2 separate regions of the Hordeum vulgare genome follow, and region 2 is linked to region 1. A link is a contact called in public Hi-C data. All regions are on one chromosome and are shown on one strand. The core of a region is the stretch at or near the end of the contact, and the rest is flanking DNA. Distances in the headings are between cores, read along the strand shown.

What was found. A called contact is a pair of places that touch in the nucleus more often than the background predicts.
Region 2: a contact with region 1 is called in a Hi-C map of seedling, with 3 times the contacts expected there. The contact joins the promoter of LOC123443894 here to the promoter of LOC123443891 in region 1. A contact is called at or near these places in 1 of 6 Hi-C or Micro-C datasets (seedling) and 1 of 1 datasets of contacts at active chromatin or transcription factors (embryo).

What each region holds. Positions count from the first base shown.
Region 1 is chr3H:372,311,115-372,315,188 of MorexV3_pseudomolecules_assembly, reverse strand. It overlaps LOC123443891 (DEAD-box ATP-dependent RNA helicase 25-like), which reads right to left and starts at 1,442. Exons shown (of 10, transcript XM_045120438.1): 1 at 972-1,442; 2 at 131-237; 3 at 1-33. The coding sequence starts at 1,342.
Region 2 is chr3H:372,923,461-372,927,184 of MorexV3_pseudomolecules_assembly, reverse strand. LOC123443894 (phospholipase A1 PLIP1, chloroplastic-like) reads right to left here and starts at 2,357. Exons shown (of 2, transcript XM_045120440.1): 1 at 1,539-2,357; 2 at 1-862. The coding sequence starts at 2,171.

The DNA of each region.
Region 1 (4,074 bases), core at 193-2,692:
TTCCTGTCTTCGCTTTCGCAAGAACATCTTTGCCTGTAGTGCAGCAATACATTGGAATATCAGTTACCGGGCTCCCACCCAAGAGATTTGTGTCACAGAGTGAAGCAATAATATATGCAGTTTTGTTAACCTTGAAGGATTACTGGTAGAGTTGCCTCCTGAACCTGGGTCATCCTTCCATATCCAGCATCTTTGACGCCTTTCAGTGACAATTCAGAAATAGCACACTGATCAAACCTGCAATATACATGAGATTACTAAACCAAAAAATCCAAATGCATAAAAGCTATTGATAGTTCTCGATTTTCAGGAAAACACAGCCTAGTTAGCAAGTGGCGTCACGAACTAGAACCATTAGTTGTTTAGTTGCCGATTCCAAATGGCATTTGTACTCCTTAACATGGGATTACGTAAAACCGAGTAACACCAAATTTTTGGTTGTTGTTCTATGTTTTTCTTTGCCATATTTATTTTACAGCTGCAGTAAGAAACAAGTTAGATAAAAAAAAACTATAGCCAATGAATATACTCTCATAGGAGTATTTAGTTATATGTTCTGTAACACAATATGTCCAGTTGCAGCTTGGTCCAGAAAAAAAAGGCAAGGCTAGAACCCAAGTATCTAAGAGCGGCTAACCAAATGTTAATATAATTCACCATAATGTCAAACACGGCACTACTTCAAAGAGGCAGCAACCATCAATTATAATGCTAAGGATTTGCATTCATACAAACACAGGACGCTGTTAGAAGTTTAGAACTCCGTAAGAATCAAATAACTGTAGTAGAACAGTATTATAACATATATTCTATATTTATTGCTACCACACTGTTTTGAGATTTGAGCTCTATACTCGTAAAATCAGCCAACATTTTTTATTTCAAACAGTAAAACAGGCGACATTAACTCAAACTCTCCATTTCTACAATTCTGAAAAGATTTGAGAGTGAGCGTTGGCTTTCTCTATTACCGTGTCTCGCTGAGGTAGGAGCCGTCCACGCCTCCCGCCTCGCCACCGACCTTCTCCGCATCCAATTGCAAAGCCTTCCCTTCCCCTTCCTCCTCGTCGGCACCCCTTATCCTGCTCGTGACAACCCTGGGAAACGCAAGTCCGCCCTCCGGGTCCCTCCGCTGCCTCCTCGTGACGGACGCGCCGCGGGCGCTTCCTGACCTGAGCTGGCTGACGACGTCGCCGATGTCGACCTTGGCGGCGGCCAGGGAAGAAGGGGCGCGACGTCCGCCGGCTGTAAAACGGAGGCGGAGGCGGAGGCTGCAAGGGGAGGCCCTGACGAGGACGGGGATACCGCCGTGGGTACGGAGGAGAATATCACCGCCGGCCATCTCCGGTGAGTGGCTGGGGCGGTAGGGTTTTGGGAGTAGGGGTAGGGGGTTCTGTCCCTGTGAGTTTGCGGCTTGGCGCGCGAGAAGATAAGATATTTCGCCGGCTTCGTCAGACGCGGCTTTCATTTATAACGGCTGAGGGCCCGCTTGCACCTAGTTCCCCTTCTAAACCATTAGGTTAATTTCACGTGATCCCATCTCAACGTCCGTTTTGTTTGGATTTTATCCGTTTGAGACGGATGATGAAGTCATATCTGGATCATTTCTGATATATGATGGTTGTGTGTCCAACATGCGGACCTTAGCTGCATCATATCCGCTTTATTTTCAAACACAAGCATTCCAATAGCCATGACTCATAAGTCATGCAAGCAGCCCTAGATCATGCCGGCAACACAGCCAGCCTATACGTCCTTGCCGGAACACAACCAGCGGTCGGCAACACAGCCAGCCGCCAAAGAGAATAGGTTTTTCGCAGGCAACACAGTCAGCGGCCGGCTCATCATGTCAGGCTCCAAAAAAAGAACGGCCACGACCGAATTAACGCCCTAGTTGAGGCCATCGACGTCAAACATCTCTTTCTGTCGGGCCTCGAACCAGCTCCTTGTCTTCTCACTCATTTTTCTCAAGTCCACGCTCATGATCGCCAGCGCCACCTCCTTTGTTTGGTTGCAGCATTGGTGGCCTCGATGTCGAGCTGCCTCTGCCTGGCCGCGCCATTGGTGGTCTCGATGTCGAGCTGCCTCTGCCTAGCCGCCTCCTCAATGTCGAGCTGCCTCTGCGTGGCCGCCTTCTTCATGTCGATCTTCCTCTTCTTGGCCGTCTCCTCCATCTCAAGCTTCTTTGTTTGCAGCTTCATGTATTGCTTCATTTGCTCCTCCTTGCCTTGTCGCTTCTTCTCGTCCCTCACTTCCTTTTGAGACATCACGCCATGCAAAGTCTCATGCAAAGCATACGATGCCACATCACGCTTGTCATTCACTTTGGAGTTGGTCTTGCCCCTCGGCCTCTTCAACGCCTCACCATCTCCACCTCCGGCCAATGCGGCCGGCCGACCGCCTTCTTGTCTCTCTTCCTTTGAAGCTCGCGGTATTGATCTTTGAACTTAGGACAATTGTTGATAATTTGCCAATAATGCGTGAGAGTGAATGGCTTATTGTTGTGACAGGCCTTGAATGCTTCCAAAGATTGAAATGCCTACATGATCAACAACAATTGGACATGCAAACACAATTAATCATAGGAGAGGCACAGGCACGGTCGTAGCAAAGGAAAGTGAAGAGGCCATACCATGTCCCCGATGCCAAGACCACTCACGGGACGTGCTTCAACGCTCTCAAGTGCGGCGCAAATTTTTTTGCATTCTTGTTGGATGAACAACCACCTCTTTTGAATCGAGTTGATGTTACTATTGCTCGTAAATTGGTAGGGCGGAAACAGCTTTCTCTCATGGAATGTTTTGTGAACTCTTGTCCAAAAAATAATTCTCTTTTGTTGCGCATCGACTCTAGGATCTTGGTCAATCTCCTTCCGACTTCCGCAAATCAACGTGTCCTCATCTTGTGTGTATGATCCCGTATGAATGCTCTTCTTCCTCATTTGAGCTTCCGCTCTTTGGGTGAGCTCGTCGATGAACAATGGCTTGCCCGCAATATTGACGACGTTCTCTTCTTCTTTGTCACCTTCGCAACATATGTCATCTTCTTCATGCCACGAGTCACCATAGTCGGCCTCAAAGTCTTCATCGGCCATGTACTCGCCACAGCCATCTTTACTCTGGATCTCCTCCGGATCGAAGGTCCTGCCCTGCCCACCCGTTTGAAAGGCCTCGCCATGACCCTCGAAGATAACATTCTCCATGAACTGGCCGTAGAAAATTTCCTCGACCGTTGGCGTCGGTGTTGGCATTTCGCTGAACATGACGCGGGGCGACGGCATGGTGGTCGTAGATGGCGGCCGGGCTTGCTTTCTTTGCATCTCGACGGACGGGCGGCCGCCGCTGCAGGCCCCCAACATGACGTTGAGGTCGATGACGGCTGTCGTGGGTATAAGTCTGACAGTAGATGTGTAGGGTACGAAAGGATGGTCAGAGCCTTAGCTACGGCGAGGTTGTATGAGTTCAAGCCCCTCTACGGTGGAGGTAAAAGCCCTACGTCTCAGTGCTCTTGGGAGCTTAGTGTCGAGTGGAATATAGGATTACAGTAAATGCCAACCCCTGCACCAGTGGGGAAGGGCGGCTTATATAGAGTGCGCTGCCCTTCACAACGGCCCGGTGGACAGCGGTGGAATAGTGGCGAATAAATGCCTATGTTACAGGTAACGTATGCCTTAAATGCTAATAATGGTGTATGAAAACGTATGACCGTTGCCCTCCTGGGAGGTTACGATGTACAGAGTGGAATTTAGTCGGTACGTTAAATACGCTCCGAATGCTCGTCACCGACTGGATGATGGGGGAGTCCTTAGTTCAGTCGGAACTGTCTAAGGGCCTTGTCCTTTATGAAGGGTAGTCCTTGGGTAGGACCTATAGGGCAGGCCTATGACCCTACCCTGGGACTATAACCCCATCCTTAGTCTCCGAATGGATCGGGGTTGGAACGATGAAGTGATGCCTCGAGTACAGATCCGACTGGTATGGATGTGACTTCGGTGTTGTTTGCCTCGATCCATTTTATCCTTTCAACTAGTGATCCGAGTGAATATACCAGTGAAACGAACCGTCAGGGACCGAG
Region 2 (3,724 bases), core at 1,108-3,607, 610 kb before region 1:
AGAACGCCCTCGGTACGATGTCCCGGTGCATCGCCACGGCGCGGACGTGGCCCTCGCCGACGCCGAGCGCCTCCAGCACGCGCTGTCCGCCGCAGAACACCGACGGCGCGCCGAAGGTGACCACGGGGAGCAGCGACTCCGGGCCGACCACCCCGCGCGCCACCAGCATCAGACTCACAAGCAGCGCAAGACTGCCGCCGAGCGAGTGCCCCGTGAACCGCAGGCGCGCGCCTTCCTTGTGCGCCCTCAGGTGCTCGACGATCTCCGGCATCAGCTGTTCGTAGATGCCCTTGGCTGCCTCGTAGATGCCGCGGTGCACGAGAACGCCGGTGTCCTCGAATGTGGTGGGCTCGAAGAGGAGGTTGGCTTGCCAGGACGCGACCGAGTCGGAGCCCTGGATGACGAAGCAGCGGGTGCGCATGTCGGCCTCGTCGCAGGCGAACCACTGGCACGGCGACGACAGCGGCGACCGCAGGTCACGCGCGGCCTCTTGCCGCGCCTCGTCCTCGGCGGCCACCACCGCCGTCACCGTGGAGGCGGCAACGTAGGCCGCCATGCCCGAGTTGTACAGCCGGTCTTCTTCCCCAGCCGGCGGGTGCTGATGCCCGCGGAGTGAGAGCAGGCCGCGGGCCCGCGCTTGGACGTAGGACGCGGCCGACGCGGCCACCTCGTAGGCCAGGTGGTTGGAGCGGCGGACCGGCCGCCGCGGCTGCGGCTCCGCAGCCACCTCGTACTGCTGCGCGTCGCCCGCCGGCCGGGTGGAGTGGACGTCCACCCGAGCGCTCACGGCGCTGGCCTCCGCCTTCTTGTGCACCGACGACGTCACCAGCTCCAGTCCGTAGTGTTTCCTCAGCTCAGCAGTCTGTAAATTCCAGCAACAACCAAAATCAAAATTACATCAGTAGGAAAAGTAGTAAAACGTTTAGAGATCGTCTTGTTGCATTGCATGGATGGTTGACCGAGGAAGGATGGATGGAATGCAACTGGAAGATTGCTACATAAAGTCTCAACCAGAAATTGCTACCGGCAAGAAACTTTTCAGCCAACTACCTCGAAAATGCCACCCTTTATTCCAGAAAACTACTCTTTACATGTTGATTATGACTGATTTCTGTAGTAGTACTGTATTTTGGGATGACGAAAAAGGGCCCCTAATTAGAGCAGGAATTTGTCAATGAAAAAGGAATGAAGCACAAGCTGTTGTCAATGGGGTCGCCGCGACTACTGACATTACTAGTAGTACGTGGCTGGACAAATCGGCCACCAAGATAATCGGCGATGGAAATTAAAGCCACGGGTGCTGCTTGCTTTTCCTACCTAAATCTGGCAAACATTAATTCCTTAATAAGAAATTAATACTCGAGTCCAGTGGGCACCTCCCAGCCTGTACGCGCGGCGACCCTCTCTCGTAGCAATTAAAGCCAGCGTTTTTATGAGTAGTTGATCAAACTAATTCGGCGGCCAGATCGGCAGATCCGTTCCGTCCAAGTCCCAGCGGGCGGCCACGATTGTATCGTTTCCGTAGCGCTAGCGCTCACCTTGATCTCCGGGATGACGTAGGCCATGTTGCAGAGGAAGGCCAGCTGCGCGAACAGCCGGGCATCGCCCGGGGGGGCCCGCGCCAGCAGCTTGACGAAGGAGTCGCGGTCCCACTTGTCATCGGCCTCCGCCGCGGCGTGGTCCTCGTCGTAGTTCACGCCGCAGCCGCCGTCCTCGTGGTAGTCGTCGTCGTCCTCCTCCTCGAAGAGGTTGTCCGCGTCGGAGAAGAAGCGCTTGGTCGGGTCGTGGAAGCGGGAGCGCAGCTCCAGGAGCCGGTCCAGCCAGTGGTCCTCGGGCGTCCTGACCTGCGGCATTTCCGGGTCAGGGTCAGGGTCTGGGTCGGTCTCGCCGGCGCACACGGTGAGGAGCCGGTAGCCGTCGCCGTCGGGGAGCGGCGGCGGGCGCAGCGGCGCGGCGCCGAACTGGAAGGGGAAGACGCCGATGGAGCGGCTGGTGGTGAGCGATGCGCCCGCGGCTCCGCCGCGGCGGGAGCAGCGGAGGTGCGGCTCGGAGCGCGACCGCCGGATGCCGGCCTGCATGTTGACCGGCTCCCTCTTGGCTCGCCGGCCTGCCGGCGCGTGCGCGTGCGCGGACGACGACGACGCCGCCGCCCCGGCAATGCTCGCCACCATGGATGGATGGGTCCTTCCGGAGCCGCGCTGCTAGGCAAACGGATCCAGCGCAGCTGCCGGCGGCGGTAACGCTTGGGGTCGGGGATGATGGTGGTTGGCCTGGCCTCTTGGTGGCGGTGTAGTATTTGATTCGGCTTTGGCGATCCGTGCGGCCAAAAGGGTGGGGGGGGGGGGGGGGGGGGGAGGGGAGCACGGAGGAGCTGGGCGAACGGCGGTGGGGCTTTAATACGGGGAACGGGTAGAGAAACAGGTCGGCCACGCGAGAGGGCGAGGTGGGCGAAACCGAGAAAAAACCCGGCCTTTGGACGCCACGACAGCGGGAGGACTCATACTATGACTACTAGTATGAGGAGTAGGTGAATTCACCGTCCTGCCCTCCGGTCATTCTGTGATCAATGCGGGCGGGACACCATCAAGGGGCGACAGGTGGCCCTGTTCGGAAGCAAATTGCATGCAAGGATACACCGCGCGCAGCATGTGCGCAGCCGAGGAGGGTAGTTCCGGAAAACAGAGGAGGAAGGAACAAGAGAGGGGCAGAGCATCTCTAAAGCTGAACCGTAAAATTTATTTGTAGTTCGCAGAAAAATACTTTTACGGATCGACGTATAACGGATTTGTTGTGGGGTCGACATTTTCAGTCATGAAAACACATCTAGTTGCTTCTTTATTTTTTTTAAAGGCATTGGATACATTATAATTCATCAAATCTTTGGTAAAACAGCAAAACCAAAGAAAACAAAAACCAGAATTAGATATTTTAGAAGATATCTAGCCACTAGTTGGATCAACATCTTCTTCATGCATTCATTATTGATTTGGGGTTCTTTATTTTTCGACTTTGATTTGAAAAAGTTAGACGTTGTTTTATTTTAATTTTTTTTAATTGCACATACAGCTGCATCGTTAGGTTTAATTATATTAAAAAATACACGAACATCTATTAATATTTTTTCTATCAATACATCGACGTATTTTTCTTTTCAATACCAGAACATCCACCTTTCATAGAAACCCCGGGCTGCAGTGAAGAGTCCCGATCGGTCACAAGGAGCTGGCGAGGAAAAATCGCGGCCGTCGACGGTGGAGCATGGGAATCTCCGTCGCGGACGAGGTACCAAGAAAGGTGCACTTTGTTTTCCCAAATGCAAATGGTATCCACCGCGGCATATACCGGTTGCATACGGAATGCCTGCGCGCTACATGTTTTTCACCTTTCAACACCTGCGGCGAAAACCCATTTTTTGCATGCTACTCCGTCCGTAAGAAAATATAAGAACGTTCAGGTCACTATTTTAGAAGTACTACTAGCTTGGTATATTCAGCTGACTGCTTGTGAAATTACGAGGCAAGCTGGAGGGTTCAGAAATTAAGAGGTTTATAGGTGCACCTACAGCCTTAAGAATGCATGCAGGGTATGAAACTTAACCTGGGAAGAGAATCATTCACGGTTTCGTGCGGCTGGCACATTGCAACCACCGTACAAAAGGTCAGCACGGCGAATCAGTTGATTTACTTGTACAGTTTGCAGCGCTCTTTTTTTGTCCCATCGTATT